Linked DNA regions of Mus musculus: regions 1 and 2 are each linked to region 3. Evidence: chromatin contacts called from public promoter capture Hi-C data. All regions are on one chromosome and are shown on one strand. Each heading gives the region's core, a stretch centred on a gene start, on an enhancer-like site or on the middle of the called end of the contact. The rest is flanking DNA. Distances are from core to core; before and after follow the strand shown. Region 1 holds the start of Swt1 (SWT1 RNA endoribonuclease homolog (S. cerevisiae)). Region 2 has its middle 31 kb from the start of Gm36297. Region 3 holds the start of Prg4 (proteoglycan 4 (megakaryocyte stimulating factor, articular superficial zone protein)).

The links. Promoter capture Hi-C pulls out the DNA fragments that hold promoters and counts their contacts. Capture Hi-C pulls out chosen DNA fragments and counts their contacts.
Region 1: a promoter capture Hi-C map of adipose tissue shows a contact between it and region 3. The contact joins the promoter of Swt1 here to the promoter of Prg4 in region 3. A contact is called at or near these places in 5 of 39 promoter capture datasets (the C10 cell line, cranial neural crest, frontonasal cranial neural crest and 2 more), 6 of 115 datasets of contacts at active chromatin or transcription factors (bone marrow-derived macrophages, embryonic forebrain, large pre-B cells and 2 more) and 2 of 9 other capture datasets (adipose tissue and liver).
Region 2: a promoter capture Hi-C map of liver shows a contact between it and region 3, with 2.1 times the contacts expected there. The contact joins the enhancer-like site here to the promoter of Prg4 in region 3. A contact is called at or near these places in 13 of 39 promoter capture datasets (3T3-L1-derived adipocytes, the C10 cell line, the HPC-7 cell line and 9 more), 1 of 15 datasets of contacts at CTCF or cohesin (stem cell-derived epiblast-like cells) and 6 of 484 Hi-C or Micro-C datasets (adipose-derived mesenchymal stem cells, cerebellum, cortical neurons and 1 more).

What each region holds. Positions count from the first base shown.
Region 1 is chr1:151,426,823-151,430,759 of GRCm38.p6, forward strand. It overlaps Swt1 (SWT1 RNA endoribonuclease homolog (S. cerevisiae)), which reads right to left and starts at 1,613. Exons shown (of 20, transcript NM_025819.4): 1 at 1,475-1,613. It overlaps Trmt1l (tRNA methyltransferase 1 like), which reads left to right and starts at 1,720. Exons shown (of 15, transcript NM_026876.4): 1 at 1,720-2,280. The coding sequence starts at 2,055.
Region 2 is chr1:151,023,166-151,026,824 of GRCm38.p6, forward strand. No RefSeq gene overlaps it. Among named protein-coding and RNA genes, the nearest start is that of Gm36297, 31 kb to the right of the region's middle. Within about 2 kb of position 2,121, at least 90 of the 459 cell types and tissues checked have an H3K27ac peak or open chromatin away from gene starts, as enhancers often do. A contact at or near this core is called in liver, where this site is marked.
Region 3 is chr1:150,464,702-150,468,220 of GRCm38.p6, forward strand. It overlaps Prg4 (proteoglycan 4 (megakaryocyte stimulating factor, articular superficial zone protein)), which reads right to left and starts at 1,464. Exons shown (of 13, transcript NM_021400.3): 1 at 1,448-1,464; 2 at 797-895. The coding sequence starts at 872.

The DNA.
Region 1 (3,937 bases), core at 363-2,862, 960 kb after region 3:
GTTAAAATATTGAGTCAAGCTCTCAAATTAATCATTTACTCTTTTTATAAATGGGAAAAAAAAAAAAACAAGTACTACAAGTACTAAGGATGTCATTTAGAGCTAAGACACAGTGCCTGTTATGAATACCAAAGGCAGAGGGAGGGGTGAGGTGGGGTGAGGTGTTCTGTCAATTAAAAATAATACCATTTCTTTTTTTTTAATATATTATGTATTTATGTGCTTTATGTGTTTTGTCTGCATTCAAGTCTCTGTGAGGGCATCAAATCCCTGGGACCTGGAGTTACAGATGGTTTCCATCTGTCAAGTGGATGGCTGGGAACTGATAAGAGTCTTCCGCAAGAAAAGCAGGTGACCTAAACCACTGAACAATCTCTCTGGTCCTAGTTACCATTTCTACAGGTTGTAATAGGTGCTATTGTCTCACTTTTAATCGTTAAATAGTTAACTCCCCACATAGGAATCCTAGTCCAAAAGCGGTTAAAAGGCCTTCAGTCGTCTTGTGGGGCCAGGCTTCTGACCTTTAAGCTAAGGAGCTAAGCAAATACTTTACCACTGAGATAAGTACATTCGTAGCCCTTAAGGGCTTTAGAACTTGCAAAAGACTGGTGGGGACAAAGTTTACGTTAAACTGGGGAAGGAAAAACACCTTCAAACACTCCAACTAGGAAGGACAATGAGAGAGCAAAACTTCCAGACAGCATTTCAAAGTAACAAACAATCACACACCGTCTCCTATGGTTTCCCAACAGAGGAAAAAAACCTGAGAACCTCCCCTCTTGCCTTAAACGCTCAAGACAGTCCGAAGCAGGCAACCTGAAAGAAAGATCAATTTGGGTTGTTTTTGTTTTGTTTTTCCAGTCTGCTCCAGTGTGCTTATTAGAAATAAAGTGAAGAGAACAAATAAGACTTCGGTGATAAACAAGTCCAGGATATATATATTTATAAAACTTGAGGCGCAGAGGATTCCCTGGCCATATTCCTTAGAGAATCTGAAATGCATCAAAGTGATACATTTGTTAGTAAAAGCCTAAAAAAAAACAAAACAAAACAGGTCAAAACTGCAAAACAATCTCCTACAACCACACCGCGCCTATTCTGCTATCCTTAACCTAGAGGCAAAATTGAAAAAGTGAAGAGCGTCCGGGTCGCAAGTTGTGGGGGGGAAAGTTGTGGAGAGCGGAGTCAGGACTCTACCTCAGGGGGCTGACAGAAAAGTGCTTCTGGGATTCATAAACTGCCTCGGCCCACCCCCACACAAGCCGCCATCGGTCCCCCCACCGCCTCAGGTCCAGCTGGAGCAACCCGGCCACACACTCCACGAGCCGGCCGACCTCCGACCAGCCCCCGCAGTCGCCCGGCCCAGACCTCAGCTCGCGGGTCCCGAGCCCGACCGACGTCCGGGTACAGGAGGCCAGCAGTGAAAAGCTGTCGCCCAGAGAGATGTCCACGCGCCCGGAATACCCTAACTTACCTGAGTCCGCGGCAGCAGCAGCCACAGCGACAGTGGCGATTCCCCGGACCAGTCGGACACCCAAAGCGCCTTCCCAGAGCCCGCTGCACACTGGGAAATGTAGTTCTGTACTCGGACCCCCGCCAGGAGCCGAACGCTCCAGGCAATTCTAGAGTTCTCGGCGCTCTGTGTGTGTTTCCTCCAAGGACCGGAACTGAGCACCGCCCATGAGGCGCGATGCCTCCTGGGTGTTGTAGTCTTATTTCGGTTCGGTGGCGGCCAGTGATGCAGAGGACGTACCGAGGAAACGGAACTCTTTTTCCTCATTGGACACTGTCCGCCACACGCTTCTGCGCAGTCTGTGGTGGCGTCGTAACGCCTCGGGGAAGGGGAAGCCGGCGAAGGGTCGAACCGCTGCCTCTGGCTTTCAGTTTTTCTGCTGACAGGGTTGGGTCACTGGAGCTCCGCCGTTTGTCTGTGGCACGCGTACAGCCTTCCCAATTGCTTCCCCGCCCTTGGATCCAGCCCTGTGTGCATTAACGTCTATTAACCCACTCCGCCGCGAGTCCCCTCCGCGTCCCCTGGCTCGGAGGCCGTAACTATGGAGAATATGGCGGAGGAGGAGCTGCTACCCCAGGAGAAGGAGGAGGCCCAGGTCAGGGTCCCGACCCGGGCCCCGGATTCGGCTCCGGTCCCAGCTCCGGCCGCAGATACGGCTCTGGACTCGGCTCCGACGCCGGACTCGGATCCAGCCCCAGCCCTTGCCCCGGCCCCGGCTCCGGCCCTGTCCCCGTCCCTAGCCTCTGTCCCCGAGGAGGCTGAAAGCAGTAAGTGCAGACGGCCTGATCTCTCTGCCGCAGAGAAGCGAGAAACCATGCCTCGCTGGGGAATAGGGGAGGCCCTTCTCCAGGGTGTTTTTTTTAATGTGGAAAGGCAAATTTAGAAAAATGGGAGGAGGAGGAGGAACCAGAGCGGCAGGTAAGAGTAAAAGGAATACAGCATGGAAAGGGATACTTCTTCCATAAACCTCGAGGATATCATCCTGAAGGATATATGAAGGCCAGGCGTGAGGCAGAGAAAAATAAACAATGAAATTAGTGGCTGTGTCCGTTAGTGTCTTTAGTAGTTTCCATCTCAACCCAGTCTACAATAGTTTTAAAACTTTCCACTGTGTTACAGTAATGGAGGTACTAAGGTAGTAGTAGATCAAGATTGAGAAACTGAAAGCATTTTTCAGTCAGGACTTATACACACTGATGGATTTGTCTCATTGCTGGAGTATACTTTGCTCCCGAGAATAGAAACTCCGTCTCTTGTATCTGCCAAATACTAATTGAGCTTTGTACTTCATTCCAAAGGACAACGATCGTGAAAACGTATAGCCCATATTTTTATTTTCTGAATGTGTTTATACATGTTCCGAGTGGTGGTTTTTCGGTTCATATAAGAAACATAAGACTGATAATTATTAGCATTTTAAGGATCTTCTTAACATTTTGCACAGCGGGCCTAAAAAAAAAAAATTCAACGAGTTTTGTTTTTTTTTTCAACAAATCTGTGGTCCATAAATGGATCTTTATACTCCTTCTGAATTATCGCGTGAGGAATTAATTCATATTTCTAGGCCAGTTGGGGGTTAAATGTACATAAAACAGTCATAATCTAAGAGAATTATTTTGCAGTTCTACAACCACATTCAAGAGCAGCAGAATTGATCCCAGGAAAGACAAAAATCATCCAGTAGACTCATCATTTGGGATCACAGCTTTTAGTGCAAAACAAGGCCTTTTCTCCCTCTACATACAACCTGATGGATAGGGACTTTTACACTGTTAAGGGAATAGCTACCACCCACCTGATCATGTTTAAATCGGACATAGTTCAGCTGTTTGGGGAATGCTTCTTTACTTCTTCACCATTTTAATGCCTTAAAATGCCTCATGGGGCATAGTGACTCCTCATGGTATGTATGCCTGTAATCCTAACACTCCAGAGATTCAGGCAGGCCTGGTAGCTTGGAGATCAACCTGAGCTGCCTAGGGAGACATTGTCCCAAAAGTCTGTCTTAGGGGAAGAGGGTTGCAAACATTTGATTATATGTGCTACAACAATTACAAATTTCTACTGTGAAGAATTTGTGCTGTTGAAACCTTTAAACACGCACTAATCCTTTGAAAATGTATTTTCAGATCTAGTTAGTCCTTTGAAGGCAGTAGCAGCTAGGCAAGATGAAAATGGTGATTCTGAAATAGAATTGAAATTTGAGGAAAAAGTAACAGAAGAAATTGTGAAAGAACCTTCTAGTATATTGGGTTTGTCTGATTTAACAGGTTTACTTTATTGATTATGAGTATGCTATTTAAAAAAAAAAAAAAAGGAGTGTGCCGGGCGTGGTGGCGCACGCCTTTAATCCCAGCACTCGGGAGGCAGAGGCAGGTGGATTTCTGAGTTCAAGGCCAGTCTGGTCTACAAAGTGAGCTCCAG
Region 2 (3,659 bases), core at 871-3,370, 560 kb after region 3:
AGACTTTTCTGTACCAAGATCAGAAAGGAGGAATCACATTGGCCAGGAGGACAGAGCAGGTCCTGGGGCTCCCTCAAGGATTTGTGCTTTTCTTCGGAATGAAAGAGGAATCCATAGTGGGATAAGAATCCCTATTTTTAAGCAGAGGCTTGACAGGGGTGTGATTCATGTGCTGATAGGATCAGTCTGGTCACTGCAAATGACAGAAATGACAAGAAATTGTGAGATTCTGTATAAAGAGAGTGAGTATTGCCTGCTATGAGTTGTGAAGAAAGAAACAGTCAGAGGTAGGTGGTGTGTAAGCACATGAAAGTAAGAAACACTCCAGGAGTCAAGTCTCTGTGTTCAAACGAAAAGTTTTAACCCATGGGGTGGTGTACACTGGGCTTCTTCGGCAGGACCTGATGCTGAAAGAGTCTGTGTGACGCAGACAGCACTGTTGGCTGTGAAGCCGGTGTTAGCCTCTCTACCCTGCAGCTGTCTCTTGTCAGAGTATGCCTGGGCCTAGCAAACATAGAAGTGGATGCTCACAGTCGGCTATTGGATGGATCACATGGCCCCCAATGAAGGAGCTAGAGAAAGTACCAAAGAAGCTAAAGGGATCTGCAACCCTATAGGTGGAACAACATTATGAACTAACCAGTACCCCGGAGCTCTTGACTCTAGCTGCATATGCATCAAAAGATGGCCTAGTCGGCCATCACTGGAAAGAGAGGCCCATTGGACACGCAAACTTTATATGCCCCAGTACAGGGGAACGCCAGGGCCATAAAAGGGGAGTGGGTGGGTAGGGGAGAGGGGGTGGGTGGCTATGGGGGACTTTTGGTATAGCATTGCAAATGTAAATGAGCGAAATACCTAATAAAAAATGGAAAAAAAAATTAAAAAAAAAAAAAAAAAAAAAGAAAACCTAAAGAGTGAACTGTAAGATGTCACGTGTCTGGTTTTCTCAGACCAAATTAAACTGGCTATGTGTTGAGATACATTCTGCAAACCTCCACAGTGGTCTAAGGTTGCAAAGCCCTGGGTTCCTTATTTCTACTTGTGCGTCTGTGTGCGTGCGTGTGCATGTGCGTGCGGGTGTGTGTGCGTGTGTAACAATAATTATTATAGGAAAAGACACCATCAATTTGAGAGGGAGTTGGGGGTGGCATATAGGAGGAGCTGGAAGGAAGGAAGGGGAAAGCCATACAGTTACGCTTTAAGTTTTCTTTAAGTGCTCCATAACGGACCCAGAGGGAAAACTCAATCTAAAGTACACCCAATCTATCAGGTTTACTTTGCTTGGCTGCGGCAATGGATGACGTACCATGCAAGTGTCAGTAAGAACTGAAAACTCTTGCTTCCTTTTCGGATGAGTGGGCTTCCTCAGTTTCCCCATTACTCAACAAACCCTCATGTCTAATTCACAAATTTCAGAAGCTTCATTGTTTTCAAAGTAATCTAAATTTCTTCTCGTGAAAACATTTTTCCCCTATAGAAACAAATAAGAGAAAGGAAAAAGATAACCTAAAACATAAAATCTAGGAAACACGGGGCTGGAAAGATGGCTCGGCCATTAAAAGCCAGGCTCCCATCCAAAAGTCTAGGAAATAGAAATAGAACGCTGTGACTGTTCTAACTCGGTGTGCTTTCCCTTGGTTTAGATGTCATAGAACCGGCGGGGGCGGTCACTTAGCCTCAGCTTCTGGTAAAATTCTTGAAAGAAATCCTAGAAGATCTTTTGGGGGGCAGGGTATTGGTGCTGTTTTGTTTGTTTGTTTTGCTGCACTGGGAGAACCCTTGAGTGAAAGGGTTTTCTCCATGCCCACTGCAGTTTCTAAGCCCTCGTCTGCAAGTTATTAGAGGTTTTGATTACCTCTGTCATGAAAAAGAGAAAAGGTAACCAGGTGACCACAGACTGCAATGTCGGGACTTTCAGCCTCTAGGTGGGAGCCCTGCCCTCATTCCTCAGAACAGACTTTCTCTTATCTCAGGTACCTGCCCACTAAAACCGGTTGAGGAAAGTTGAAAGTGGTTTGCTTAGATAAGCATCAAAGTTTGGGATGCCGATCTGTACCTAGGAGACCTTTGATCCTGTGCACTCTGGTTTAGAAATCAACCCGGAATGTTATCTAACAAGAAGGATTTGTCTCTTCCGCCTTTCTCTGGTCTCAGCGAGCCCGGAAATACCAAGAGCAGCCTCTGCGGTGCTTCAGAACTTCCACTTCCTGTTATGGAGGAAAGTCGAAGCGGAGAGACGCAAGACTGTCAACCGGAGAGAACAATCCACCACAACATCCCGATTAAATTTAGTTCAAATGCTCCCTGTTTACTTAAGCAGCCTATGTGCCCTGTTTTAAACTAAAAACGGGCAGGAAGCTTTCATATTGCTAAACTCGTGCTAGCTCTCTGGGGAAGCGGAGAGGATGAGACACCCCCTCCTGGAGCAAGCTCTGGGCTGTCATCCCATGTCAAGTGATCAGCCACTAACCTGACAGTGTGGCTATCGGTTCTCAAAGAGTGCATTAGAATCTTAGAATCATAGGGAGATGTGGACAAGAGGGAAACGCTAGGCCCGTACAATCCCTCTCCATTCCAGTGCCTGATCTATCCAGTATTGAGTCAAATAGCATCTCTAGCGCTTTCTCAGGGGATACCTAGTCACTGCTCTAAGTAGTTTTTAGTATAAATGCTGGAATATAGGGAGTTGTTGACCAGGGAGCTCCCAGAAGCTTCCCAAATAAAACAGGCTCTGCCCTTACTCTTCTTGCCTGAGAAGCTAGATGGTAAGAGCCTTTCACAAGAACAGCATACACAGGGCACAGAGAAGTCAGACGGGAACCAATCTGGACGCTTCCTCTCTATTAGTTAGCATTCATGGTAGCCGATGGTTCTATACTGTCTGCTAGAGAAAATTCATCTATGGCCTTTCCCAGCTGTGAGACCTGAAGGCTACAATACCCACCTGCCAGACGAGATCTGACTACTGGTACAATAGTGACATGGCTTTGAGAGCCGTGAGTGATATGACACTTTCTGACTGGCTCTGAAGCTGATCCACTGGTGGCCACCCATGTGCTTACTGGAGCAGTAAGCCTATGACTGCATTTGAAGAGGAAGCCGTGAAAACCTTCATGTTAAATTTTACCCTCTCAGTAGCAAAAGTGTTTTATGCCCATATCGACCACCAAATTGGGGGGGGGGAGGGGAGAGAGAGAGAGAGAGAGCATTCCCTGCATTCGGTACTCACTCTTCCCTAATATTTACCCTTTCTTGTTCTTTTTCTTCATTTTATGCTGTACCTACATATATACATATATGCTCAGGATTTTGAATGCCAGTTCTAACCATATGTTGCTTAAGTTGTAAAGACTTTAGTTCTGGTTGACTTTGGTATGCCACTTTTTTTTTTATTTAATTGCAAGGTCTTTTTTTATAATAAAGTTTATTTTATAAAAGAAAGTTAATATGTTTTCTTTGGAAATTGTAAACTATAAATAACGTTAGAATTTTTAACAACTATATACATGTGCATGAGTGCACACACATTTACACATATCAATATCTATAAGTCTGTTATATGCATAGCAGGGTCTTAATGTTTATTTACTGAACATATTAAGGTAGTTTTTAATTTATAAATGTAGAATCACAATGTGCGCACAAGTTGCTTTTTA
Region 3 (3,519 bases), core at 214-2,713:
GTAATAATTTATTACTTTATAATGCTTTATAGCAATTTATTTGATGCAAAAGTTCAGCTAAATTTGTCAACACACCTAGTTATTGTAAATATATGGTAGTAATATAGGTTTATAAAATGTGAATTTTTTCTTTACAAATTTCCTTGGCCAACATCTAAATATTTCCTTATCCTATCAAAGGAGTTCTTGTGGCTTGACAAGTCTTATCTCCTGTGAGTGTTTCTGTAGCTCAAGCACTATAGAGTGATACAGAGAGCATTCATCTGCCCGCTCCGTCCATAGAGATGACATGCTAACTTGTGAGCCAATCCATATTTTTACAGGCAAAATATATACAAACACACTATCACAATGAAACCAATTACTTTGTGTGTGAACTTAAAATGCTAATAGAACATTTTTTTAAATTTGTCAACATAACCAAATTTGTCAACATACAACCATAACCTGTTACTTAAATATTACTTTTTTTTCATTTCTTTTGATGGTGTTATGTGTCTCCAGCATGATTTTATTATGTAAATGTCTATTTTATTTTTTAATTCGGAGGGGACAGAGAAGGAGCATTATTTTTTATCAAAACTCAGAACTCCTCCAGCGCTCTCACAAGCAGAAGGAAAGATGAGAATTCCATAACACACAAATGCCCTGCGTGCCTTTCAAGTTCAGGGCTGCACATTGTTAAATCATTGAAGTGCATATGCTGAGAAAGATATTGTTGGTTTTGTTGCCATAAAAGCCAACTGGGTGCTTAGTAGCAGTGACTGAATAGAAGCGCTTTTGACGCTGAAGTTACCTTGAGATGAAACCTGTTGAATCAAGACAACAGGAAGCAGCAGCGACAAGCAGACGGGAAGTATTTTCCACCCCATGGTTCTCGGATGCAACGCCCTTGCTTGAGATAAAATAAAAACATCAGAAACCCGCTCTTTAATCTCACCACTCAATAACGTGTCTATCATGCACAGCATTCAGAAACATTCGAAATGTAATTCAATAACAAGCCACTCCGTCCTTAGAGCAAAAGCTATGGGCAATCAGCTTGAATTCCTGAGATAGTCACTGTTCTGTTTAATATAATAATAATTTAAAAAAAAACCAAAACAAGCCATCTCAATTAAATTGCCAACCACTGTAATACCTCAGACTAATAGCAGAAAACAGGCTTATTTTAGAACATGTTGGAAGAGCAGTCTGTACTCACAGTGCGGGGCTTAAATCCTGTCCTGGAGATAAAAACGAGCAGCTTCAATGAAAGTGAGGTTAGCAAAAGTAGCCAAGCTGTCTTTCCAACCTTCCAACTTAACTCAGTATAAATTCACAGGCTTCCAAAAGGTATCTCACAGAAGTATGATTCTTTTCAAAACTCTCTAACACACTTTTTTCAAACACACTTAATGAAGACACACTTTAATTCTACAAAAAGCATATTAACCCCGACACTTACCTGTAAAAAGGAGAGATAAATTTCTCCAGTGTGCTGGAAGTCTTATATAGCAGTGCAAATGGACTGGGATGAACCAATTAGTCCAAAGGTTAGGCAAAATCAACAGTGACAACCTATGAAATCAAGCTTTCCTCATTTGTTGGATGAGGTCCCAGACGACTAGACTTAGGCAACATCTGGAAAACACTTCCATTAAGAAAAATGACTACTACAAAATAAAGTTAGATTTATTGGCCAAAACACATTTCTAATTTCTAAGTGAAGTGAACAAATTGTTCTGAGATGGTAAACCCTTCTGGAAGCTTTTGAGCAGTGTGCAAAGCAGCAACTCTAAACTCCTCAAGCTGGCGCCATTTCTTTCTCTCTTGGCAGTTAAACCCAGTGAGGTGCTTCTGATACAGCGCTAATGTTAGCTTGGGATGAAAAAGCTCATGAATTTATATCAATAATGTAACATCATGCTGCTGCTGCTGCTTCCTCCTCTTCCTCCTTCCTTCCTTGAATTCTCATTTCTTTGGGGCCCAGAAAAAAAAAAATGCTCTCCATTCACCTAAAGGTAAAATATCCACATATTGGGGTTTGAGGCTTCATTACCATGAAAAAGCTTGCATTAGAACACTATTGAAATTCATTCACGCTGACACCAGCCTGTAGTCCTATCTACTCTCTTTGGAGACTGAGGCAAGAGACTCACAAGCCTAGCCATTGGAGACCAGACTGAACATCACAGTTGGAGTCTGTCTCAACAAAACAAAACAAAACAAAACAAAAAACCCACCACCAACAACAACAAAAACAGCCACAAAATGAAAACTGTATTTCCCATAGTCCTTTTATTTAAAACCAGCAGTGTTTAGAAAGATCTTAAAACCAGCAGTGTTTAGAAAGATCTTTTACATTCCTAGTGTAGTTTCCCTGCCTAAGGAAGTGTATGCCAACAACCTTTCAGCTCAGCTGCAAGTTTTATTCCGTTTGCACATGAAATATCCTTGTTCGTATTGTTCTTATCTCACATAAATTCTCATCTAGGTCTCAGCACCTTCCAAATACTTGCCCAGTGTCAATCCAAGTCACATTTAAGATTACAGTCAACAAATGTAGTGTACTGTACTGGTATTAGCTGTCCATTTGTCTCTGAACACTAACAGATATTGATTTCCTGAAAAATGTATCTGTAGTCTACTGCTAACCTACTGCCTAGTGCTTCACCGAGATGGTGTGTGAACAAGACATGATTGGGGAGGTAAACTGTTCTAACCTGAATTTTGCCATCTAACTATATATTTAGTAGACATTGCATTTAATGATCACACAATACTTTTAAGTAGAAATATCATCATCTGTATTTCATAAATAAGATAAAATGACTAGCAAAGAATATGACCATCTTCAGAACCAAGAACCAAACCCATGACTTGGCATCTGAGTTCCCTCCTCCTTCTATGATACCCCACGCTTGAGTAAACCCATCACTTCAGTATGTAACCACTGTATTATATTTTAATCCTTTATATTTACATATGCGGACTTCTCAGATGAATGCGTAAAGAGAACATAGAGGCTGTCTGCTCATCCCCCTAGCAACAACCTCAGAACCCACGGAGTTAATTCCCTCAGCTTCTGGGCAGATCAGTCTCAGCTGATAAGACTGCGAGGAGGAATGTGAACTACACACACGTTGTTGGATCAGGGTCTCTTTCTCATGGAGACTTGGAGTTTGGATGCAGAAACTCCTGAATCCCTCTGCCCATAGAGATCCGTGGTGTGTAGATTTCTGCTCATGCTCTAAAGAAAGCTCTTCAGACACAAATTATGGGAATGATTGAAGCAGCTACAGGGAAAGAGTTCCAGAAACCTTGTAGACCCTGAATATATCTTAGTCTATAGCTCAACTCCCTGTTGTATATTTGTGGTAAGTGTTTCCTTTGGAGCTGAGGCTAAGGAAGGTTTTTGCTGCTTTAAAATCATTAATAAGTTCATATCATGTACATAAAAGGCCCTGATGGATGAAATTAGACTAAAATATATCTTGGTTCTGAAACTTAACAAATACCAGAGTATTTGGTAAGGGA